Regions from separate parts of the Mus musculus genome. Here all the other regions are linked to region 1. A link is a contact called in public promoter capture Hi-C data. All regions are on one chromosome and are shown on one strand. Each heading gives the region's core, a stretch centred on a gene start, on an enhancer-like site or on the middle of the called end of the contact. The rest is flanking DNA. Distances are from core to core; before and after follow the strand shown. Region 1 holds the start of Prkaca (protein kinase, cAMP dependent, catalytic, alpha). Region 2 holds the start of Nanos3 (nanos C2HC-type zinc finger 3). Region 3 has its middle 15 kb from the start of Gm51542. Region 4 has its middle 49 kb from the start of Gm51542.

Region 1 (6,110 bases), core at 1,802-4,301:
ATGCAAGTACTGTAGCACTGAGCAGGGTCTCCAACTCTTATTTACTTTTTTTTTTTTTGATACCTTCTCTTTAACTTGCCCAGACTATCTCAGAATTTAAGATTCTCTTTGTCAAGCTGTCCAAGTAGCTGGGATGACAAGCCTGTACCAGAGACTACAACAGGTTTAGAAATCTCAGGCAGGAATAGCTTAGGACCTATGGGCAGAAGTGAGCAAAGTGTTTATTACTGCTTTTAAAGGCTGTCTCTTTTGTGGCCCAGGTCTGCCTCAAACTCAGGTCCTTCTGCGTCACAGGCCCTTCCTTCCTTGCTAGGTTTGAGGCACTGTCCCTCTTTTTTTTTTTTTTTCTTTAAATGTTTCTATATATTTACTGTGTGTGTACACACACTCTCGTGGAGGTCAGAGGACAACTCTGAGGAGTCAGCTCTCTCCCTCCATCACGTAGGTCCCAGGAAGACAATTCAGACTAACAAGCTTCATAGCAAACATCTTTACCTAAGGGCCATCCTGTAGACTTTTGTATTTTGATACAAGGTTTTGCTGTTACCCAAGCTAGCCTTTAATTTTTGGGCTTAAGCAATCCTTTTGCCTCAGCCTCTTGGGTTGCTGGTAGTGTCAATATACACTATTATGGGGTTTGTTTTATCATTTTAAGAAAATATGACTGGGGTTTAACTCCTGCTGATGTGTTGAAGGCTGGACATGGTGGTGAAAGCCGTTAATTCTAGCATTTGGGAAGCTGAGGCAGGCAGATCTCTGAGAGTTTGAGGCCAGCCTGGTCTAAATTTCAAGTTTCAGGCCAAGAGGAGCTATATAGTGAGATCCTGTCTTTAAAAATCAAAGCAAACCAAAGAATGTCTGAGTTGAGATATGACGGGGTCTAGGAGATGGGCTGGTCAGCAGATCTGGATGTGAACTCTGCCTGTGTGTTGTCATCTGTGTCAAACTCAGATGGCTCATCTGGACAGACATTATCAAAGTAAGTATGTCTATGGAGACCGTTTAACCAAGCCCTCCTGGATGCACGGAGTTCATCCGTCCAACTGACTCTCAAACTCTGATCTTTTCCTTGGGCTCTCCCCTCCTCTGTGGCTCTGTGCCTGTTGTGTGTGTCTGATATGCTTAAAGCTTTCCTAGCACTGTGCTCAGCTTTCAGAGGGGCCACTGCAGTATTCAGTCCACTGCACGTACCATCTACCTCCTGGTGGGCCTCACCTGCCAAGGGGGCTGGCCCTTCTCCTTCTGCCCGGAGCCCTCCAAGCTCAAGCCCAAGACCTTTTTGGGCACTACCCACCTGCTCCTCTGTCATCAAGCCCTCAACTACAAGCACTTGCCTCTGTCCCCCGCCCATCTGTGAAATGCCAGGCCTCTTAAGGCTGCTAGGCTGGGCTGAGCTCTGCTGGTTGAAGGGGGGGGGGAGGGGCAGAAAGTTCTTGGGCTTCTTGAGTGGCATTCGGGGGACTCAGACACTGAGAAGGGCACAGCTGATCAGAGCCTCCTTTTTGGGTAACTGGAAGCTGTTCTCAGCTGCAGTACAGCTTTAGCTTGGAGTGACACCACTTTGAGACATGAAGCACTGGGGGACAGGGCCCAAGGCCCTTTCTGAAGTAATTTCAAATATAGAATCACTTTTTTTTCCCTGGCTAGAAAAATTCAGCATGGTTTTTTTTTTGGGGGGGGGGTGTGTGTATGTGTGTGTGGATATACCTCCCTCTGGGTGAGCCCTCGGTATGCACAGAATCCATCTGTCTTAAGCAAACCAAATCATTAGCTGTCACCTATTGCTGGATGGCGTTACCCCAATGCGCGCAATTCTTCTGACCATCCCCATTCAGTGGAATGAGCCTTTGCTATTCATTTCATCCGCAGTTTCAAACCAGCCCCAGGGGCTGGGTGAACGACAGAACCGCAGTTGTGAAACGACCATTTATTGAGGGGCCTTCTAAGGAACCCAGACCTCAGGGTAGGCCAGGAGGGTGCTCTGCCGCTTTACCTCACCCGCAACCCAAGAAAAAGGACAGACGTAATGGCTCTGAGCAAGACCAGCTCCAACTTGGATAAGGAAGCGCAGAAGCAGCTCTCTAGGTTCATAAACAGTCTGCCACCCCAGCCAGGGCCAGACGAATGCACGGAGGAGGTGGAGTGACAGGATGAGAGGGGCAGAGGGACCCAGAAAGATCTTGTCCCCCATGCCAAGTGACACAGAAGGGAAAAACAATGCAGGAGGTGGCCCCGGGAAATGCTCATGGGGGTGGGGGTGGCTTGGAGGTGGGAGCTGTGATGAGGTGAATCGGGCAGGGGTAGGAGAAAGATGGCGGGGGCTGGAGGGGGAGGGGTGTGGTCACCAAGTGGCCAAGGTCCCTGCAGCGTGGACCCCACAGCACTCCCGAAACTGGCAGGAGCCTGGATCAGGGTCAGGCATTGGGGCGCTGTGTGGGAAAGGTAAGTGACGAAGTGGGAGGGGGTATAGAATCTGGAGAAAGGGACTAGGAGAAGAGGGGTTGGTGTGGTGACAGGGCCTCATCTGGGGCCCCGGCGGTCATACATGCAATGGTTGGCAGTGACAGCTGGGTGGGGGGGCACGGCCTTTGCAGTGGGGGATGGTAGGCCATGGGCACCAGGCCCTACTGGGGGCAAAGTATCTCTGCGGTGATCCGACCCCAACGTGAACAGGCAGCAGGCAGGGGTGCAGGCAGACAAGATTGGGGGGGCATATGGGGGAGGGGCCATGCAGTGATGGGCATTGCGCGGGCAGGCCGCACGCAGTGAAGATCAGGGTGACGGCCGGGCACTCACCGCTCTCCTGCTCGCTGCCCTTCTTGGCGGCGGCGGCGTTGCCCATCGCGGCGGCGTCGCGGCCGGGGCCAGTCCCGGAGCTGCGACGCGGCGGGTGCTAAGGTGGCCGGCGGCCCCGGAGCGCGCTGGGCAGCGGAGGCGGCGGCCCCTGGGGCTGGCTGCGCTGGCTGCGGCGCCACGACCCCCGCCCAGCCCCTGCTTCCCGCGTCTCTCTGCGCCCGCCCGCGGGGGAGCCTCAGCCCAAGTCCTCTGTCCGTGACGCCCCCGCAGCCCACCGCCCATTGGTTCAGGCCTCCCTGACTGACAGCCCTACGCCGCTGTCCATTGGCCCTCCGGAACCCTCCCGCGCCACCATAGGCTCCTGGATGAGTGACGCGAGTTGCAGACTCTCCGCCACTCACGGGCTCGTGAGGCCGCAGTCGGGCGGGCGAACGCACGTGATTGGCCGAGAAGCCCGAGAGGGCTTGGGGCTGCCCCTGCGAAGCCGTCGATTGGCGGAGACAGGCGGCCCCGGCTAGTGTCAGTCCCGGGGTGAGAGGGCGGGGCAGCGGCTCAGGCTGCGGCCCGGGCAGCGGGCGGGGCGGAGGCTGCGGCGGCTGGAGGGTGGCTGGGTGGCAGGCGCTGCGAGGTGCGGGAGGCGGCCCGGCGGACGCCCGTGCGGCAATGTGCGCGCTGCAGTCTCCCGCCCCTGCCCAGTGCGGCAGCGGCCACGGGCCAGAGGTTGACGCCACGGCGGGCCGGCGCAGCGGCTGTCCACCTGCCAGGGGGGGAGGGGCGGGCTGGCGCCGAGGGTCAAGGGTCGCCGGGCGCCGTTCGGTGTCATTCATAAGGAGGCCCGACACTGGGCAGCCGTGACCCAACTAGCTCGGGGTCCGCTTTGGTTTGCTCGCGACACAACTGGAGCTGCAAGGGGATGTTGGACCCAGAACTGAGGGCGTGCTGGGAGGAGACTCAGAGTATCTACACTCTTTGCTAAGGCTCAACCCTAGGCCCCTGAAAAGTAGTAACTACGGACGCCAGCCAAGTGCATTACTTCTTGTACCTTGCACGTTGGGCCTGCCATACTCCCATTTTATGGAGGCTCGGTCAGGCTAGTTCCTTGCTCTTAACTAATCTCCATTGCCTAGACATGACCAACATAACCTGCCCCTTTTGGGCAGGAAGAGAGCCGTTCTCCTTCCTTCTGGATGCTCATCTTTAAATTTTGTTTTTATGCAATGCTGGGGATTGAACACGATGCATACTCCCTGCGAAGTAAGCATTGTACCACTGAACTAGAACCTCACTCGGTGTTCTTTCAAGTCTGCACTGTCAGAACGTGGTCAGTTTCCCACCTTGCCACTGACACCAGGGGCCTGAGCACTCTGCTGGAGGGTCTCCTGCACACTAGGTTGATATCAGAACCCCACCCTCACACTCTGGATGCTGGTACTCTTCCATCTGTCTGCTGCCTGGGACAACACAAACATCTCCAGATACTGCTAAATGTACTCTTGGAAACAAATTATCCCTACCCTCACCAGAGCTCTGTAATAGAGGGTGGCCAGGGTGGACGGTGCTGGGTGGACGGTGCTGAGTGGACGATGAGCTACCTCTCCTGGACTCCAAAGGGTAGTTGACTCTGAGGTACATATACCTATAGACTCACTGCTCAACAATGCACAACCAGCTTCTAAGCCAATAACTATATGTACTCCTGCTACTAGGTCAGCTGCAGTCCCCGAGGGGGAAAGTACCCTGCCAGAAAGTACGGTTCCTCTGGATTATGCGAGTTGGCTGAACAGACAAATACTCCATCTCTGATTTGGGGAGTTTTGCCACAGCTAAGTGAAATTATCTAAATTGTGGCTCTGTGTGTCCTTGGGTCACAATGTTGCTCTATGCCTGTGGGTCAAGGTCAGAGTGAGAAAAAAATCACTGGCCGCCATCTATTGAACAGCTGGCATACTTAAGCTTGGACAAAACAGAACCAAAATTAAAAAAAAAAAATGGGCAAAGAAAAATAGGCTTTGACCCCCAGGTTGTGGTGCAAACTGTACAACTAGTTGAGACTGGAATTAGGGGAGCAAGCAAAGGGAGAAGGTCCAGCCACTGTAAGGACAAGAAGTTACTCATGATATGAAAGTGACAAAGCTGTTCAGCCACAGAAGGACAAAAAAGAAAACAGCATATTACAAAACTTTTTACAGGCACCAGCTGACTTAAGAGCACTGGCTGCTTTCTGGAGGATTGGTTCAATTCCCAGCTCCCCACATGGAGATTCACAGCCACTTCTAGAAGCTCCAAAGCCCTCTTCTGGTCTCTGCAGACACCAGTCGTGGTACACAGCCGGCCCATACAGGCAAAATACCCAAAACACATAAAATAAAATTAAAAAAAAAGTTTTAATCCAGGCAAGGTAGAGCATGCCCTTAATCCTAGCACATGGGAGGCAGAGGCAGGTAGATTTCTGAGTTTGAAGCCAGCCTTGTCTCAGATCAAGTTCCAGGATAACTAGAGAAACTCTATTTCAAAAAAGACACACAAAAACAAAACAACAACAACAAAAAAACCTAAAAAACAAACTAACAAACCAACCTCTCCCCCCACCCCCGTAAAAAAACAACAAAACAACAAAACCACCACCACCATAAACCCTAAAGAAAAACAACCAAACAAAACAAAATAACCATTAAGCTGGGCAGTGGTGGCGCATGCCTTTAATCCCAGCACTTGGGAGGCAGAGGCAGGCAGATTTCTGAGTTCGAGGCCAGCCTGATCTACAAAGTGAGTTCCAGGACAGCCAGAGCTACACAGAGAAACCCTGTCTCGAAAAACAACAACAACAACAACAACAACAACAACAACAACAACAAAAAAAACCAACATTAAAACAACCCTTTTGCAGGTATGGTATTGTACACTTTTAATCCTATCACTCGAGGCAGAGGAGGCAGAGGCAGAGGCAGGTGGATCTCTGGTCTACAGAATGAATCCCAGGCCTGCTATGTGTGAGTGGGTGGACGGAGGAGAGGGGAGAGAAAAAAGCAAAACAATCTAGATGAAGTGCTTTTATTCTTAAGACAACCAAAACTTTTAATATAAAACCTTTTAATATACACACTGCAATCACAATAGCATACATGTAGCAGCAAGGGAACTAAGGGCTTAGGATAGAGGTGGATGGAATGGGAGTTTTTCAGGTCAGCCTGCCAAACACCTCCTTTATCCCAGAGTATTTGGGTATAGCATGAGAATGAACATGTGGTCAAAGCAAACCCTGATGACTCTATGGGGCCAGAATGCATGAAGCAGGACCTCCAATATACCTACCT
Region 2 (6,110 bases), core at 1,155-3,654, 200 kb before region 1:
GGTTTGGGGGAACATTCAACCTGTCGGTGAGTTTGGGCAGCTCAGACAAACCATCGACCGTTGAGTGGACCCCGAGGCCTGGAACTGCCACCCGTCTACCCCATCCCCACCCTGTAGACCCGGGAGAGCCCCAGGCAGCATCCCCTGCCTCAGGCCACAGCAAAGGTCACAATTAACATTCATTGTTGTCGGTGGGTTGTGAGGAGGCAGCCAGACCCACCGGGGGATGAATGTCACTGTGGCTGGGCCAAACAACACCATCAGGGATGGGAAAGAGGATAGAACCCTTCAGATTTTGCTTGTCACTTACTCCCCTTGGGGAAATGGGACTGGTGTCTGGGATCTTGATGGGCTGATTGGAATTGGGAAATAAACCCTGGAGGGTTAGGTGTTGGGGAGATCCTAAATTGGGAGACTCTGGGGGGATGATGTTTGCTCAGTGATGCTCTGCAGTGGGCAAACTGGTAGATGAACATGTGACAGATACATGGGCAGGTGGATGGATGAGCGGGAATGAAGTCTGTCCTAGCAGTGGTGACTCCTGTTTCTTTTTGAGCTCAGGCTGCAGGCTCCTTTGACAGGTGTCAGATAAGGGGGCTGGCACCTGCTGGGGTATGCCAGTGCAGTTTGTCTTCCTGTGCTTGAAGGCTCTTTCCCCTCCTGCTGCATTCCTAGGTTGGGGTAACCTTGAGGCTGCTTAGCTAACTGGAGGGGGAAGAGTTGGGAACTCAACTTGGTAAGGTCTTAAACCCAGGACAAATGGCTGAGGTGCCTATTCCTTTATCAAAGTTGAAGCCGCAGGCTGCCATGTTCTCGCAGCATCCCTCAGTTCCTTTAACAGGGTCCTCCTTGTTGACATATCTTGTCCTTTACCCTGAACTTCTCTAGCCAAGGAACTAGGCTGGGCTTTCCCTTCCTGCAGCTTCTCTGGTTCATATATAGGCCAACCTTTTTGGTTAGATGCTCCTTTTTTCTTTTGTCTTCTTTTTCTTTTCTTTTTTTGGTTTTTTAAGGCAGGGTTTTTCTGTGTAGCCCTGGCTGTCCTGGAACTCACTTTGTAGACCAGGCTGGCCTCGAACTCAGAAATCCGCCTGCCTCAGCCTCCCGAGTGCTGGGATTAAAGGGGTACGCCACCACGCCCGGCTTGTCTTCTTTTTCTTGTTCCCCTTTCCTTCATGCCTGGCTTAGTCTGCTGGTCATGTCCACTCTGGAGACTCCTAGGTGTCCTTGCCCCTGCCCCTGCCTGTAATTGTCCCTTTTATCTACAAAAACAAACCACTTCTCTACCCACTAGGAGCATTCTTTGTTTGGTTTAGACTGCAGGACTGAGGTGCGTATTTTACACATCAAAGCAGACCTGGCCTCCAGGTTCTCCCAGCATTCCTCAGTCCCTACCTGGCATACTCTGCCCCCAACCTTGAACTTTCTAGCCCAGGAGCTGGACTGCCCTCCCCCGCCCCCCCAGAGGCTCTTCCCTATATAATTCAGACATTTTGTTTTCTTCTTCTCTTCTGTTTTCTTCTCTCTTCTTCTCTATCGTACTTACACTCTTTTTCTCTTTTCTTCTTTCTTTACTTTAATTCACACCTCAAGACTAAGTTCTCCAGGACATGAAAGTCTGTTAGTGAAACCAGAGCTTTGAGACCCAGTTGTCATTTTCCTACCCCCAGCCCCACTTCCACACTCAGGCCTCCTTCCTAGGAATTGGGATTTCTGCATTACCCCACCTAACAAGAAACTCTTGTTTCTTGTTTCTTGCACGCCTTTAATCCCAGTACTTGGGAGGCAGAGGCAGGCGAATTTCTGAGTTCAAGGCCAGCCTGGTCTACAGAGTGAGTTCCAGGACAGCCAGGGCTACACAGAGAAACCCTGTCTCAAAAAAACAAAACAAAAAAACCCCAAAAATACAGGAAGAAAGAGAGAAAGAAAGAAAGAAAGAAAGAAAGAAAGAAAGAAAGAAAGAAAGAAAGAAAGAAAGAAAGAAAGAAAGAAAGAAAGAAAGAGAGAAAGAAACTCAAGGCCACATGATACCCCCCACCTCCCACCCCCTGCCTTAGGGGAGAGAGAAGAAAAAAATTAGTAAATCTGTTAGTGTTAAACCCTGGGGCAGAATTCTTAGCCATCCAACTCCCTCCTCACAGGGGTTAACCTCCCACAGGAAGGGGGAGGAGACCCGGGGGAAGCCTAGGGCGGTCAGTAGCTTCAGTCTGCATCTGGCTACTTTCAGCCCACACAAACACCATATACCCCCTGCGCAGGTGTATAGGAAGCCCCCCAGTGACAATGAGGGACCCCCCCAGCCTGCCTGCTCCACCCTTTTACACCCCCTCTAAGTAAAAGGAAAGTAGCCAAAGAAGCCTGAGCTTCAGGGTAGTAAGGAAGTTGGAGCCAGGTTGGGTTTCTTCTCTGCTCCTCTGCCCAGCCATGGGGACTTTCAATCTTTGGACAGATTACCTAGGTCTGGCAAGACTGGTTGGGGCTCTGCATAAGGAAGAGGAGCTTGATGTAAGGCTGGATCCCAAACCAGAGCCCAAGCCAAGTTCAGAAAGCCAGCAAGCCAGCAAGGAATCCTCTGCAGCTCCTGAACGCTTATGTTCATTCTGCAAACACAATGGCGAGTCCCGTGCCATCTATCAGTCCCATGTCCTGAAGGATGAGGCAGGGCGGGTGCTGTGTCCCATTTTGCGGGATTATGTGTGTCCCCAGTGTGGGGCCACTCAGGAGCATGCCCACACTCGACGCTTTTGCCCACTCACCAGCCAGGGCTACACTTCTGTCTACTGCTACACCACCCGGAATTCTGCAGGCAAAAAGCTGACCCGGCCTGACAAGGCAAAGACACAGGATGCTGGCCACCGCCTTGGAGGAGAAGCAGCAGCAGGTGTCTATGCAGGTGGTTTAGGGGTTGGGTGGAGAAGGCTTTCAGTTTTTTGGGGTGTTTAAATGTATTTGATGCCAGTATCTTAGAAACTAAGGAATCCACAGTGTATAGCTGAGAGCATGAAGCAGGGTATATTTAGTTCCTTTATTGCACAGGGTAGTAGAGATATTGTGGGGTATGTGGTGATCTCTGATTCTACCTGGGGGGTCAGGAGTTGTGAAACTTACAAAGGGAAGCTTATAATCCTTTCTGAACCTGGAAATCATTTATTCATTTGCCAAGTGACATTTCATGTCTGTTTGCCACTGGGTGCGGGGTCTGCAGTGAAGAAGGTAGGCAGGAGTGGCTGTTAAGACAGTGCTAAGTAGGGGACACTTGGTTCAGATGAGGGGTCCCAGAGACGGGGACTTCTAGCAGTCATAATTCCTTCAGTTTGGGGGGTGAGGGGTGAGAAGTGTGACTGGGTATGGGTCTGTGCTGTAGGGTGGTTAGAAATCATTGGATCTAACTTTTGGAAGTTTGTAGTTAGTGTATAGCGTTTACGAGACCAAGAATTTGCTTCTCTGTCAGTACCATAAAAAATAAGTTTGGGTTGCTAGCAGGCTGACTCAGTGAGTAAACAGTCTGCCTCTAACCCTGAAGACCCAACTTTGACTTCAGGTTGTCCTCTGACCTCCACACACACAAATGGGGGTGGAGGAGTGCAGGGGGCATGGGACATAGGACACAGAGATAGGGCAAGGATTCATCAGAATTCTAGCAGAAGCATCAGACCAGGACAAGGGATTCCAGAGCCTCAGGAAGGTAACTGCCATGGGCCTCAAGGCCCAGCTCCCAGCCAGCAGGGAAGAAGCCAGTTGGGGAGGCAGAATGGGGAGACTGCAGTAGGACCTTATCAAAAATTTTGCTTGGTGGGTCTGAATTAGTTTTTTGTTTTTGTCTTTTTGTTCTATGGTCTGGCTTGGCTACAAGCTCCTTCATATCCACTATGCCACATCACCAGTCCTTAAGAGATGTAGATAACTTTATTTCATGTGTGTAGATGTTTTGCCTGTGTGCATTTATGTATGTATATGTGAACAGTCTAGAAGATGGTATGTGAACTCCGGAACAAGTTACTGCTGGCTCTGAGTGGCCATATGGGTGCTGGGAACCCAGCGAGGGTCCTCTGTGGCAGTGCTAGTGTTATTTTTACCTGTCAATTCTGTTTTGTTTTCATCTTTTACTATATTTTGAGACAACACTTCATTTTGTAGCTCAGGTCTATATCACCCAGCAAAATACAGGATGGCAGGTGCTTGCATGCCTAAAGGCTCTGCGGGCCTCAGTTCTGTGACGCCATAGGAGGACCCCCAAAGTTTGTGGGTGCACCACTGAAGGTGACTCAGAGAGTCAGCTGGCTCCCTGGCCATGGTTGGTTGTTGGCTGTGTGCTGCCTCCCTGAGAAGTCTGGGAGCTCCTAGAGGGTGGCTATAGGCTGGGGAGTCTCCCTTAACTTTCCAGTGGAACTCTTAGTTAGAGGCTGATTACCTGCAGGTGAGGACCCCATTCTGCCAAGTGGTTGGGTTTTTGTCGTTGTTGTTCAGCCAGTGGACTCAAATCCGCTTCTGTCTCTTTATTGCTGGGACAGACCTGAGCCACAGTGCCTACCTTTTAGAGTTTTATGTTGTTGGTCTGATGCTGGGGATGGAACCCAGGGCTGTTTGTATGCTGCACCATAGCCCTGTCCCTCCTCGTGAGGTCTAAGGGACTCAGCCCCCAAGCTGGCAATGAGGAGTCATAGAGATGCCAGTCTCTGAATTCTGAAGCAACAGGAACACCTCCCTAGTATTTGAGGATGCCCTCACTTGCATACTGTCACAAGCTGAGCACTGCATTCTGGGTGGAAGGGATGTAAGGTCAGTTCCTGGCAGCCTGGTGGGGACACCACCTTCACTTGAGTAGCATTTCTGTGCTTTTGGCCCAACTCTGGGTCTCAGGAGGACAACCCCAGGTATGGCCGCCAGATGGCGAAGCAGCCTGGGAGGCCCCAGATGCCACCTGGGTACCTGGCACAGCCATCTTAGCACTCAGCATTTCTCTCCTCTGCTTTCGACTTCCAGGTTCCAAAAGTGGCAGGAAGCCCCCTGGACCTTCACCCTCGGCCTGCTGTCCCTCCACTACGGCCTAGGAGCTTGGAGTGGGGAGGACCATGGTGGCATCGTTGCCAAGGGTCTGGACACAGGCATGCTGGAGACTGGACCTTGCTTAGGACTGAGGCTGGCCACAGTCTTGTCAGCGATCACCTTCCCCACCCCTACTTGTGGTGTTGCCTCAACATCCAATAAATGCTAAGGAGTGGAGCATGTCTTGGGACAAGGTGGTATGAATCTGGCGGGCAGGGACACCTCTACTCTACAGATCACATCCTCACTCTGTCACCTCCCACCTGACAAACTGCTCTTTGAATCTTGGGGTACCTGTGAGAATCAGGAGCAGGCACCATTAGGATAGCTCCCGACACCTACTGCATACTGATATGCAAAACGGGGGCCTCCCCTTGCACTGAAGTTACACAGGACTCAAGGGGACTGAGAAACCAAATCAGAATCCTTCCTGAGATGCTGCTACCACCTTGGGTGCGATAGGCTGGCAGAGGGCAGTGACGGGCTTGATTGCTGATGGGGCTATATACTTTGTGGCTCGCTCATTACCCATCTGCCTCTTTCAGCTCTACTTGTCCTTCAGGGAAGCCGAGGAGAGTATTTCCTGGGCTCATTAAACTGGCCTGAGGCTTTACCTTCCGCCCACATTCTTGCTTCTGGGCTGGGGTGGACTGGGAGCCAGGGAGGAGGAAGGCTCCTTAGTAGCCCAGTCTGTGAGTGGCAGTGGGACAAGCAGTTCCTTGCAAAAGCGAGACCACCAACCAGAGTCTGAGCTCAGGAGCAGGGGGATGGGCTAGGAGGGGTTAGGGACAGCTGTCCTCTCCAGCCAAGACCTAGCCTGTCTCACAGCCTCATACACTGTGTTCCCCCTATGCAGAGGGGAGGCTGAGATGGAGGCTCTGCCTCTGTGTGAGAATTGAGGCCTAAGCCAACCCAGGCATGTATTTCTGCAAATAGGATACCTCCCCCAGCATAGCCAAACATTGTTGTGTCCAGAGGCATGTGAGGGGTGAGGGGGTGATCAGAGCTCATTCCTAGGCAGTAGACAGGGACCTTACCCTGCATAGGAACCTTGGCTACAACTA
Region 3 (6,110 bases), core at 1,662-4,161, 190 kb after region 1:
TGGGAATCGAACCTAGGTTCTAGGCAAGAGCAGCCAGTGCTTTCCTCTGAGCCGTTTCTCCAGCCCCTTTCTAACAACCCCATGATGCTGAGCCAGACGCGAAGCCCCCTTTTTCAGACTGGGAAAGGTTATGCAGAATACCTGTCTCACATCCCAGTGCCAGGAACTGACAAGTGCTTGCCTCTTAGCTCCCGTCGCCAGCTTTCCTTATGTCACTGCGTGACACGAAACTTCCATGACTGTTTATCTTTCCTAATGACTCTGCAAAGAAAAAAATAACCCTCGTGTTACAGATGGGGAAACTGAGGCAGAGATGAAGAAGACTTACCAAAGAGTTTGATTCTGTGTGGAGTATTGGTGACCTTTTGGGGGACACCAGATCACATCTCTCAGCAGGTGGGAGAACATGTCCAGGAGGAGATCAGGAACCCAGGCTTCTGAGCTTGAGTGGCTCTGAGAGCTTACACTGAGGTGTTCTATCACCATGGACCCTGTTTTTTGACTCTAGCTTGAACCTCAGACCCTGAATGTCACATACAAGGGACTCACACCAGCCTCAAGATCCTTCAGAGCTTGGGGACCTGTCACTGGCACACTGCTGATCCTACAGGGAGTATTAATTAATGCTAACTGATGTATCTGTTCCCAGATCCAACCAGCCCTTTTGGGCCTAGATTATCCACAGGAGGAAAATACAAGAAACTGGGCACCCTGCCAAGAAACACAGACTCTTCACCTGTCAAGGATCCTCTGCTGAGACCCGTGGATGATAAAGGTAAACTGAGGCACAGAGAAGCCCGTCAATCGTGGAGCTTCAGAGGTACTGTCAGACTGGCTATGGTGGTACCTGTCCATAATCCTAGCACTGGTAAAGCTGAGACAGGAGGGTTGCCATGAAGTTGAGACCAGTCTGGAGTCTGGGCTACAGGCAAAAGAATCAGGGGTTCAAGACCAGTCATGGCTATTAGCTGGTTTGAGGCTAGACTGGGCTACATGAGACCCTATCTCAAAAAAAAAAAAAAAAATGCAGTTATCACTTGAAAAGAGCAAAGAAATACAAGAGCCTTGGAGAACTGAGCTCCCAAAGGTACCTGGCTCCCTACCCTGAGCACTTTTTCTCTTTTGTAAATAGGAACAAGAGAGTTCCTTGTATGTTGCAGGTGCTGGGAAGACCCCAGGCAGCTGCTACATCTCAGCTACATTTGTAGCACTGTTTAAAAATTTGGGGGCTGGAGAGGGGCTCAGTGGTGAAGAGCTTAACACTGCTCTTGCAGAAGACAGAAGTTCAATTTCCAGCACCCATGGGCCCTCAATGTCCTGTGTCCTGTGACTTTAGCTACTGGAGATGAGATTCCCTCTCCTGGCATCTCTGGGCACCTGCACTGATACACACACACACACACACACATACACACACACACACACACACACACACACACACACACACACACACACACGTAACTTTTCAAATTAAATTAAAATTTTAAAATATTTTTATTTAGTGTGTATGAACACACACCTGGTGGCCAAGGAATCCAAAAACTGGCAGATCCTGCTGAACTGAACTTGCAGAGAGCTGTGAGCCTTCATGTGGGTGCTGGGAATGGAACGTGGGTCCTCTGCAAAGCCAGCTAGTACTCTTAACGCTGAGCTATCTCTCCAACCCCTAAACCTCTTTGGTTTTTGTTTGAAAGCAGGCAGGGTGGCTCAGGTCTGTAATCAAGCACAGGGTAAGTTGAGGAAGGAGATTGACCACAGGTTGCAGCCTTATTGGGCTACATGGCGAATCTTAGGCCATTCTAGGCTACAAGGTAGGACTTGGTCTCAAAATAAAGTAAAATTCACTTTATAAATTGTTGTTGGTTTTTTGTTTTGTTTTGTTTTTGTGATGGGCTCTTACTCTGTGGCTCAGGCAAGCCTGCAGCTCACTGTCCTTGGATGGACAATCTTAGTTGTCAACCTGATTCCGTTAGGAAGTCCCAGCAGCTGGAGACACCGGGAGGGTTTTTTTTTTTTCCCGAGACAGGGTTTCTCTGTGTAGCCCTGGCTGTCCTGGAACTCACTCTGTAGACCAGGCTGGCCTCGAACTCAGAAATCCGCCTGCCTCTGCCTCCCAAGTGCTGGGATTAAAGGTGTGCGCCACCACACCTGGCTTTGTTTTTCTTGATTAGATCCACCTTAAATTTGAGCCACACCCTCTGGTGGCAGCCTATATAAAAGATATGGAAAAAGCTCTTGTTCTTTGACTGTCCTCACTATCTCTGGTAAATTCATTCCTTCACTGGCATTAGAGCCGACTCTTTGCGATTCTGCTGTACAGTGAAGATCATCTGAGGCATTCAGCCTTGCGGGTGGGACAAGTATTGGATTCTTGAACTTTCTGTTGGGAGTCAGCCATTGTTGTACTGGCCAGACCACAGCCAGTAAGTCACTCTAATAAGCTCCTTTTATATATCTATAGATTTATTCTATCAGTTTTGTTTCTCTGGAGAATCCTGGATAATAAACCTCCTCTAAGTGGCAAGAATGACATTGTGTGCCACTTCACCCAGCTCAAGAAGCATTTATGCAAGTAGAACACTCTACATGTGGCTAGTTTATAGTAGGCATCCCCTGTTTCCGGCTACCCTTTCTCAGGCCACCCTGTGCCTCAGTTTCTTTCCTGACACAGAAGGACCAGTTCCGGCAGCTTCTCCCTCTGGCCTGGATTCCGGCAGAATCCTCCCCCTACTCTAACCTTAGAGAATCCAGTGGGAAATCCCTTCCAATCCATCTGAGCACACGTCGCACTAAGATATTTCTCTGGCCTCCAATTGAAAACAGAAGTTTCCTCCGCATTCATGGAGACAGAGCAGAAGGATAAACAAAGACAGACACACTCGGGCCAGAAAAATCTGATGTAAACACATCGCAGCAGACAAACACACAGGCATGCCAAACATACACACAGCCGGCTGCAGCCACCCGCTTGGGCTAGAGTAGCAGGCTCACTGTGCCCAAAGAGGGCTTCTGAACGACCACAGCAAAGGGCAGGGGCACCCCTGAGTAGATACTCTGGGCATAACCTCATCTGGACATCCAAACCTTTGAGTGTACCCAACCCCAAGCCAGAAGTTCAGGGATTAACACACCACGAGGAGAGATCTCTGGCGAGGTTAGTGGGTGGGCACCGGGCCCAGCACCCAGCCACAACAGGTACTTGGTGTAGAGACCCAGCGGCTTCTCAAGTTTCTCTCCAAAAGCCTTCGGAGATTATTAGCTGAATCAGGTACTAGGCTCCCATTCTTGAATCCCAATCTGACCTTGAACTAGGTAAAGGCACACACCAGTTTACAAAGTCCTATGTGGGTCTGCTCAGTAGACGTTCTCTCTCTTTTCCTGGCTATTCTTCCCTTAAGGCCTCCTCGTGCCTCATTTTCTCTCCTGTACATTGTGGGGGTGGGGTTCCAGGAAGGCCCTCTGGACTCTGACCTTGGGGAAAGCAAGAAAAATCCTGGGGTGGGGCTTGGAGCAGGGCAGCCATGGTTCAGCAGCAGGCAAGGGGCCCATGAGACAGAGGGGTTCAGCTTCGATGACCAGGGATCCACCCAGCATCCTCCAAACTGCAGAGTGATCCCCTTCAAACAAGGAGCCAACATCAAGAGGCAGAGACTCAGGAACCTCAGAGAGCAGCTGAACCAGAGGGGGTGGGAGCTGGGGAGATGGAACATTCAAGGCTGTTGTGTCTCCCGCGCCCACCTGGAAGAGGCATTTTATAGCCTGGGCACCACTCCCATGCCAGGGTTTTCCAATGCTTTTTGAGGGGGAAGGGCACAAATTGAACCAAGGATCATATTCTGCATACACAGAAAGTATTCTTCCACTGGGCGACACCCCTAGCTCTCTCAGCTGTATGTTTTGTTTTATTTTATTTTATTTTATTTTATTTTATTTTATTTTATTTTATTTTATTTTATGAGACAGGTTTCATGTAGCCCGGGATGGACTTGAATTCGCGATGAAGCAGGATCCTCTACTTGCACCTTGTGAGTGCCAGGTGAGAACAGCATTTCTGGTTTTAGTCAGTGCTAGAGATCCAACCCAGAGCAGCATGCAGGCTAGAAAAGCACTCTTCCAACTCCAGCCTACATGGTTGGTCGGTTATTTATTTATTTATTTATTTATTTATTTAGAAATGGGGTCTCACCAAATAGCCCTGCCTGTCCTGAAACTTCCTGTGTAGACCAGCTCAAACTCAGAGATCTGTCTGCCTTTTTAAATTTATTACTGGTGGAGGGATCCATAGCGCATGTGCAGAGGCTAGAAGACACCTTTGTAGAATCTGTTCTCTCCTCCCACCTTCACGTGGTTTCAGGGATTTGGACTCAGGTCACTAGGCTAAAATGTATTTTTATGTTAGGTCACCCATTCACCTGGTTTATGAACCTGAGCAAGTCATGTCACTAGCCTGAGCCTCAGTTTCTCTCTACAATACACATCGCTACTGTGAATGCGCACCTGCCTCCATCCCTGAGCCAGCCATGGCCTATGTAAGTTTGTCCTTGCATGCATAAGTTGGGGGTTACTTAGCTAGTGTGCGCACTGCTAGGAAATAGGTAGAGAGGGCACCTTCATCTCTACCTCACACATGATCAAAAAGCTTCCCAACCAGGCGGTGTCTACAGGCCTCTGTCTGCAAAAACACCCGGACACACCGCTAGTGACCGGTAAGGCTGCTGCTGCAGCGCGGGGAGCGAGCGCCACCTGTGGGCCGCCAAGTGGAGGTGCGAGCGGCGCCTGCGAAAGTGGGTCACAGCCACCTCCTCCCCGCCCAGGGCGCACCCTCCCCCATCCCCAGGAGTAGTTTTAGAAACAGCTCACGTTTATGAAATTCTCCTGCAAAGGACGCTTTCTCAGCCAGAATTTGTCCGCGTATTCATGCAACAGACATTTGCCGAGCGCCTCTGTGCTTGTCCTGGTCTGGGGTCAGAGACAGGGAAGAGAGCATTTAAATCGGCCAGAGCTCCTGATGGCATGAGGATGAGGGTGAGCTCAGGAGGGCAACTGGGACCAGACAAGACAAGACAATTGCTGGATTCAGTAAGTGTACTGAGGAGAAGGCCAACAGAGGGATAGAGTGACACGTTCATGACTGAAGAGCCAGACCGCAGATCAGAGCCGGCTCCAGGCGGTGTGGCTTGTGCAGAGGGTTGAAAAGCTCTGAGCTACCCCATGAGCACACCAAGCTCCAGGTACCAATACACACGGACACACATACACACCTAGACACACATGAACATGAGAGAGAGAGAGAGAAAGAATGAATTACATTAGGTTTTCCAGTTAGGTGTGGCAAATGCAAAGGCCCTGGGGCAGGCAAGCTTGAAGGTAAAGCTCTCTCCCTCTTTCAGATTTATCTTATGTGTATGACTGTTTTCCCTGCATGTGTGTCTGTACCCCACATACCTGGTACCCTCTGAGATCAGAAGGGGGTGTCAGGTGCCCTGAAACTAGAATTACAGGTGGGTGCTAGGAACTGAACTCAGGTCATTTGCAAGACTGAATCACAGAGTCGACGTCTTTAAGCCAATGTGCTATTTATTTATTTACTGTGTATGCACACGTGTGACAGTGCACATGCTATGGCACACATGTAGGGGTCAGAGGACCCATGCAGGAGTTGCTTCTCTCCTACCAGGCAGGTTCTGGGGATTGAACTTAAGTCTTCAGGTTAGGCAGCTAGTGGCTTTACCCACTGAGCCATCTCAGAGGGCAGTTGATGAATTCTTATAAGAGAGGTCAGGGTAGCCAGAACTGAGAGAGGGGTGGTATCAAGACCCCCCCCACACACACACACCGGGACAGAAATTTGACCCGGGGAAGAATAAGCCTTACACTGAGCCAAAACCTGTGGGGTCACCACCCCACTCTCAGCTGCCATGTGACTCACAGAAAGGACCCTGGCTCACAAACAAGTCTAATCATCACTCTCTTTGGCCTTTGCCTCTGACCACAAATTTTCTAAAATGTATGAAGCTAGATGAGGTTGGAGAGGCAGGAGGGCCAGGCAGTCAGGGCCATCCTTAGCTACATTGTAAATCTGGACTATTCTGAATTACATGAGACTATCC
Region 4 (6,110 bases), core at 1,474-3,973, 150 kb after region 1:
TGTGTGTGTGTGTGTGTCTGTGTGTCTGTGTGTCTCTGTGTGTGTGTGTGTGTGTGTGTGTGTGTCTGTGTGTCTGTGTGTCTCTGTGTGTGTGTGTGTCTGTGTGTCTGTGTGTGTGTGTGTGTGTGTGTGTGTGTGTGTGTGTGTGCAGGTCAAAGTGAAAGGCTGTAGAACTGGTTCTCCCCTTCCATCTTTCCCTGGCTTTCAAGATTTGAACTCTGGTTCCGGGAATCGAACTCAGCTTGGCAGACTTGCTCAGCATGCTGGCTCAGTGACTAACAAAAAAAAGACAATAACAAAAATTGTTTGTTTACTTTATGTGTATGTCTGACATGTATATATGTGTACCTCACACGTGCCTGGTGTCTTGGAGGCCAGGAGAAGTCATTGGATCTCCCTGGCACTGGGTTACCAGCCACTGTGAGCCACCACATGGGAGCTGGGTATTGAACCTGGGTCCTCTGGAAGAACAGCCACTGCTCCTTAACCTCTGAGAAGTTTCTTCCACTCTTGCAGTTTCTGTAAAATGGAGTTTTGTCTTACTTAACCGTCTGATAGACTAGACAGATCATTCGGTCAACATTTCCCACAGTGGGAAACCCTACACGTGGGCAGAGCTGTTGGGTTCCCCAAATATTGCTGAACACATTTGAACTCAGGAGATGTAGCCCAGAAGAAACAAACAAGCAGACACTGCTCAGGGAAAATGCTCCTCAGATGAGATGGACCCATGGCCTGTGTCCCCTAGTTCACTGTCCACCTTCCTTGCCTGCCCTCCATGGCCAGGACAAGGGGTATGGAAAAACAGACGTCAACCATTTAAAGGGGCTGGCACCACTTTCCTTCGAATGAATGTTCAAATTCAGACATTTCTCTTATTATCTTCTGCCAAGGGAAAAAATTAATAACACAGCACAGTATAAAATACTAAATTAAAGGCATTTTGGAACCAGCAATTATTTCATAAGCTTCTCCTTTATTGCCACGCTAATGTGCCTAATTGCTGTCTTAATGAGGACATTAATTTCTGGCTAATGTGATGTTATTATAGAAATTGCAGTCGATCTCTTAAAAGGGGGAAAAGTGCTAGAAAGCTGTCCCAAGAGGCAAGGGATCTGGTCACCCCAAGGTGGAGGTGCAAAGGAGAGAGGCGGAGATGGCGTAGGAATCCAGGCATGACCAAGATGCAGGAGCGAAGGAAAGAAAGGGAAGAAAGGGGCCACTGGGAGTGGGCAGCTGGGGACAGCGCTGGCAGAGCCAGCTGCTGCTATGCCTGGGGACCCAGCGAGAACAAACGGAGTGGAAGGAATCTGGAGAGCGGCGGTGAGACCTGCTGCTGGTGCATTGTGCAGTATGGACACTAGCGGCCACTCAGGGGTGGGGCTGCAGCATTGGCTATCACAACCAACGTTTGCAATAAATACCACTGTTCTCATCTGTTAGATGGAGAGATGGAGGCACAGAGAGGTTGAATAATTTATCCCAAAACACATGGGGAGTGTGTAGTGAGGGTGGGATTTGAACCCACCCCATCAAGTTTAACTGCAGAGCTGTGCAGCCTCTCGGCTGAACTCTGGCATGACAGACAGTAAGGATGGCAAGATGCGGAGGGATGAGGGCGTGGCTCATTGTCAGAGTGAGTGAAGAGTCTGTGGGATTTTCAGGTCCATTCCCAGAAGATGATGGATGGATGGATGGATGATAGATAGGTAGGTAGATAGGTAGATAGATGATAGACAGACACATTTCTAAACCAATTGGAGAAACAGTGTGAAGTACTTCTCTGAGCCAACACTGACACTCCCACAGGATGCCAAATGCTCTACCTTGGGAAGAGAGGGATGGATGTAAAGTTGCAGGTGAGCACTCCCTGACCTGAAAGGGAACACAAAGAAGGCTAAAGGCTTGGGCTGGAGATGGACTGTAGTGCTCTCTGAATAGGAATCCACTACAGGCCACATAACACAGCCACCAGAGGGAAGTGACTGGAGGTCAGAGCAGTCTCTAGGATTGGGTGGATGGTATGGCCCCTCACTGTGGGATTCTAGGCCGGAGTTCTAGCTGAGCCATGTTCCCAGCCATGCCCCCAGTCGGGAGAGTCTAGACAGGGGTTCTACTACTGAGCCACACTGCCAGCAGGCACTGAGCTGCCTCTGAGTCCCGAGTCTCTTACTGGGCATTCTAGGCAAGAGCTCTACCACTAAGCCATCTGTCCAGCCCTGATGGGATTCTTGCTAGAGGTTCTACTTCTCAGTTCTTTTCCATTTCACCTGAGACAGAGTCTCAACTCTGTAGCCCAGGCTAGCCTGCTCCTCCACCTCAGCCTCCTGTCCTAGGCCCCTTGTCGCCAGTGTTAATGACAGTAGCTGAAGCCGGGTGCAGGAGCTGGCACTGCTGCTATTTGATCTAACTATCTCCTCCTGGGGCGTGAGGCTTCACTCTGTCCCCAGCATGCTGTTCAGAGCCAGGCTGGGAAATGTGTGGGTCTCAAGGGCTCTGCCCTTAGCCCTGGATTAATATGTTGGTGAGTCTATAACTTGATGAACTGTTGGTAGGTGTTGGATGCTGGATGGCACTCTAGGCAGATGCAGTGGGATTGTTCTAGTTAGGTTCTCAGCTGCTATACTAAAACATAGACCAAAACCAACTTGGAGCCGGACACAGTGGTGCTCACCTTTAATCCCAGCACTCAGGAGTCAGAAGCAGGTGGATCTTTGTTAAGTTTCAGATCAACCTGGTTTACATAACAATTTGCAGGCCAGAGCTACATAGAGAAACACCCCACCCCCACCCCCACCCCTACCCCACCCCACCCCCGCCACTCTTCTCAAAACCAAACAGGGGCTAGAGAGATGATGCAGTCATTACAAGTACTGTCTGCTCTTCCAGATGACGCAGGTTCTATTTCCAGGACCCATAAGACAGCTCGTAACTCTCTGTAACTCCAGCTCCAAAGAGTCCTCTCTGGTCTCCTTGGACACCAGGCAGACAAGTGGTACACACAAACATGCAGACAAAACACCCATACTTACCAAATAAAGATAAAACTCTAAACAAACAAAGCAGCAGCAAAGATGCCTTGTGGAGGAGAGGGTTTACTTCATCTTGCACCTCATGGTTTGCACCTCATCATTGAGAGCGTCAGAGAAGACACTCGATGCAGGGCATGATGCAGAGGCTCCCGGGAGAGGATGCTTCCTGGCTTCCTGGCTTCCCTGGGGATGCTGGCTCCCCAAGACTTCCGCAGTGTGATTTCTTATACAACCCAGGACCAACCTGGGGTTCCAGACCAACCACCCACAGTGGGCCAGGCCCTCCCACATCAATAATTAAAAAGGAAAACACCACAGTGGGCCAGGCCCTCCCACATCAATAATTAATTAAGAAAATGCCCCACAGTCTTGCCTATAGGACAGCCTAATGGAGGCAATTCCTTAATTAAAGTTTCTTCCCAAATGACCCCAAGGTTTGTGTCAAGTTGACAAAAACCAGCACAGGACTGCTGGGGTTTGTCTTGGCGGAGTATATATAGCTTGCCTTTTGCCCCTTTGTTTCTCTGGTCACCATAAGGGAAACGGCCTCCAGCCACCGAGGCTCACTGTCCATGTCTGCTCCACCTCAGGCCCAGAACACAGAACTGTGTGACTGGCCTTAGATGAGCCAGGAGCCCATATAAGGCCTTTCCACTTTCCCTTCCTTCTGTGCATGTCCTGTAACAGTGAGAGAGGCTAAGGCAGATTTTGTGGGTGGGGTTCCTGATACTTGACAGCCTAGCCAACAGACTAAGACAAGAACTAGATAACTAATACCTGGTTTCCAACTGATGATCAGATTATATCCAGATAACACCAGTTGAAAACTGAAGATAGAAATTGAAAGTGGGTTTTATCTTCTCATTTGTTTGAGACAGTGTCTGATGCCCTGACTATCCTCAAACCTCATACAAAACCAAGGATGGCCTTGAACTTCCTATTCTCCTGCCTCTGTGTGCTGGAATGGAAATGTTTTAATCACAGCAAAAGAAACCCCACAGTCAGGCAGTGGTGGCGCACTCCTTTAATCCCAGCACTTGGGAGGCAGAGGCAGGCGGATCTCTGAGGTGGAGGCCAGCCTGGTCTACAAAGTTGAGTTCCAGGACAGCCAGGGCTACACAGAGAAACCTTGTCTCGAAAAAACAAAATAAAAAGAAAGAAAGAAAAGAAGAAAGGAAGAAAGGAAGGAAGGAAGGAAGAAAGAAAGGAAGGAAGGGAGAGAGAGAGAGAGAGAGAGAGAGAGAGAGAGAGAAAGAAAGAAAGAAAGAAAGAAAGAAAGAAAGAAAGAAAGAAAGAAAGAAAGAAAGAAAGAAAGAAAGAAAGAAAGAAAGAAAGAAAGAAAGAAAAGAAAGAAATTGGACCTTGCCATGTTGTTTTGGGATGTATTCTGGAAGGACTTTGGAACTTTGGGCTGGAAAAGCCATAGAGCGCTCAGAGCTTAATGGGTTGTTATGGGAGCTTAGAAGATTCTGAGGGCAACACAGAAGTGGAGGCCTGGCTTGTGAACTTTCAGAGGGAAGCAAAGATTCTATCACTGCAGTTTTGGTGCTGTTTTGATTAAGAATCTGTGGTTCTGATCGGCTGGGTCTGAAGAATCGGCTGTGATTAACAAGATCCCAGAAACACGAGGTGAAACTTTTGTGTAAGTTACTGAGACAGCAGATGCCGATCAGCTGGGGCTGAGAAACTAGTGGTCATTAAGACGAGACTAGCATCACTGAGGTAAAACCTTCTGGGAGGTGTTTCCTCATGGCCTGCATATAAGTTGTAGTCCAGAAGGGGCCAACTGTATCTCATGCTGACAGCTGAGGCTGGTAATGTGTAAGAGTTTCTCATATGATTAAAGGCATAAGGGGGTCTGGGACAACAGCTGAAGCTTGGTTCTGTGAGAGACCATTAGTTAGGTAGTAGTGGACTGAAGAGGTAATGGAGAGAGGCCCAGAGTCCCTGAAAAAAAAGCCCAGGAGAGGCTACCAGTAAAGGTGTATCCCAGTTCCAATGGAGAACCCAGCATTTTGGAGATCCCAGGACTATGGGACAACCTCTAAGCACAGTCACAGGTGTAGAGTATAAGTGGCTTGTGTCTACAAGGTGCATGTGCTACAAGGTGGATGGCACACTCAGAGAAGTCTGCTGCCATGGCATGTGGATCTCAGAAGATTGTGAATGGGTCCCAGGTGTCAAACGCTGAACTCTGTACACTGGTACACTTACGTTTTGCTTTGATTTGTGACTGTGCCCTGGTTTTCCCCTCTTAAAGTAAGAAGGTATTTAGTATGTTTTTTTTAATTTTATTTTACAGGAACCTACAGTTATGAGACCTTGGATATTTTAGAGCAACTTTGAACTTTTAAAGAGACTTAAAGAGAGGCTTTGACTTTGTAAGAGATCTTGGATGTTCTAAAGAGACTGAACTTAAGTGTTTAAATTTTTAAAGACTGGAATGTTAAAAAATTGGAATGATTTATACTGTGATATTGATATTAATGTAAAATCTTGGGGATAACCAAGAAAGGAAAGGTTATAGTTTAACAGTAGTGTGTCAGCTTGACAGAAGTTAGTGTTATCTAAGAAGACAGGACCTTAATTGAGAAAATGCACTCCCACCAGACTGACCTGTGGCAAGCTTATGGAATATGGAATATTTTTTTAATTAATGATTGGCATAGGCGGGCCCATCTTACAAGGAGTAATTGCCACCCCTAGGCTTATAGTCCTCAGATGTATAAGAAAATAGGCTGAGCAAGCCACGGAAAGCACCCATCTATGGCTTCTGTATAAGTTTCTGCTCCCAGGTCCTGCCTTGAGTTCCTGCCCTGACTTCCCTAGATAATGACCTAAAAGCTGTCAGATGAAATGAACCCTCCATTCCTCCCTAAACTGCTTTTGGTCATGGTGGTTTACCTCAGTAACAGAAACCCAGGCAAACACTCTATCAACTGAGCTACATGTACTGTGTCACCTGAGCCACACACTTAGACCTTCATTTTATCTTGAACCCATTGTCACCCAGCACCCCAGGATAGTCTTGAACTCAAGCTCCCTACGTGCTGAGATGGTAGATTTGCTGTACTGCAA

Evidence for each region. Promoter capture Hi-C pulls out the DNA fragments that hold promoters and counts their contacts. Capture Hi-C pulls out chosen DNA fragments and counts their contacts.
Region 2: a contact with region 1 is called in a promoter capture Hi-C map of adipose tissue. The contact joins the promoter of Nanos3 here to the promoter of Prkaca in region 1. A contact is called at or near these places in 12 of 39 promoter capture datasets (the C10 cell line, the HPC-7 cell line, HPC-7-derived erythroid cells and 8 more), 3 of 484 Hi-C or Micro-C datasets (the G1E-ER4 cell line, double positive thymocytes and embryonic stem cells), 7 of 115 datasets of contacts at active chromatin or transcription factors (the SCID.adh cell line, T-cell acute lymphoblastic leukemia, bone marrow-derived macrophages and 3 more) and 2 of 9 other capture datasets (adipose tissue and liver).
Region 3: a promoter capture Hi-C map of stem cell-derived epiblast-like cells shows a contact between it and region 1, with 3 times the contacts expected there. The contact joins the enhancer-like site here to the promoter of Prkaca in region 1. A contact is called at or near these places in 18 of 39 promoter capture datasets (the 3T3-L1 cell line, 3T3-L1-derived adipocytes, the C10 cell line and 14 more), 7 of 484 Hi-C or Micro-C datasets (CD4 T cells, the HL-1 cell line, bone marrow-derived macrophages and 3 more), 14 of 115 datasets of contacts at active chromatin or transcription factors (astrocytes, craniofacial prominence, embryonic basal ganglia and 9 more) and 2 of 9 other capture datasets (liver and pancreatic islet).
Region 4: a promoter capture Hi-C map of embryonic stem cells shows a contact between it and region 1. The contact joins the enhancer-like site here to the promoter of Prkaca in region 1. A contact is called at or near these places in 11 of 39 promoter capture datasets (the 3T3-L1 cell line, the C10 cell line, the HPC-7 cell line and 7 more), 2 of 115 datasets of contacts at active chromatin or transcription factors (both in embryonic stem cells) and 3 of 9 other capture datasets (adipose tissue, liver and pancreatic islet).

The regions. Positions count from the first base shown.
Region 1 is chr8:83,969,919-83,976,028 of GRCm38.p6, reverse strand. Prkaca (protein kinase, cAMP dependent, catalytic, alpha) reads right to left here and starts at 3,051. Exons shown (of 10, transcript NM_008854.5): 1 at 2,797-3,051. The coding sequence starts at 2,842. It overlaps Asf1b (anti-silencing function 1B histone chaperone), which reads right to left. Exons shown (of 4, transcript NM_024184.2): 4 at 5,834-6,110.
Region 2 is chr8:84,172,846-84,178,955 of GRCm38.p6, reverse strand. Nanos3 (nanos C2HC-type zinc finger 3) reads left to right here and starts at 2,404. Exons shown (of 2, transcript NM_001357361.1): 1 at 2,404-2,881; 2 at 4,984-5,197. The coding sequence starts at 2,425. The coding sequence ends at 5,051. It overlaps Mir181d (microRNA 181d), which reads left to right and starts at 169; the gene lies at 169-240. It overlaps Mir181c (microRNA 181c), which reads left to right; the gene lies at 1-83.
Region 3 is chr8:83,782,007-83,788,116 of GRCm38.p6, reverse strand. No RefSeq gene overlaps it. Among named protein-coding and RNA genes, the nearest start is that of Gm51542, 15 kb to the right of the region's middle. Within about 2 kb of position 2,911, at least 9 of the 459 cell types and tissues checked have an H3K27ac peak or open chromatin away from gene starts, as enhancers often do.
Region 4 is chr8:83,815,929-83,822,038 of GRCm38.p6, reverse strand. No RefSeq gene overlaps it. Among named protein-coding and RNA genes, the nearest start is that of Gm51542, 49 kb to the right of the region's middle. Within about 2 kb of position 2,723, at least 8 of the 459 cell types and tissues checked have an H3K27ac peak or open chromatin away from gene starts, as enhancers often do. A contact at or near this core is called in embryonic stem cells, where this site is marked.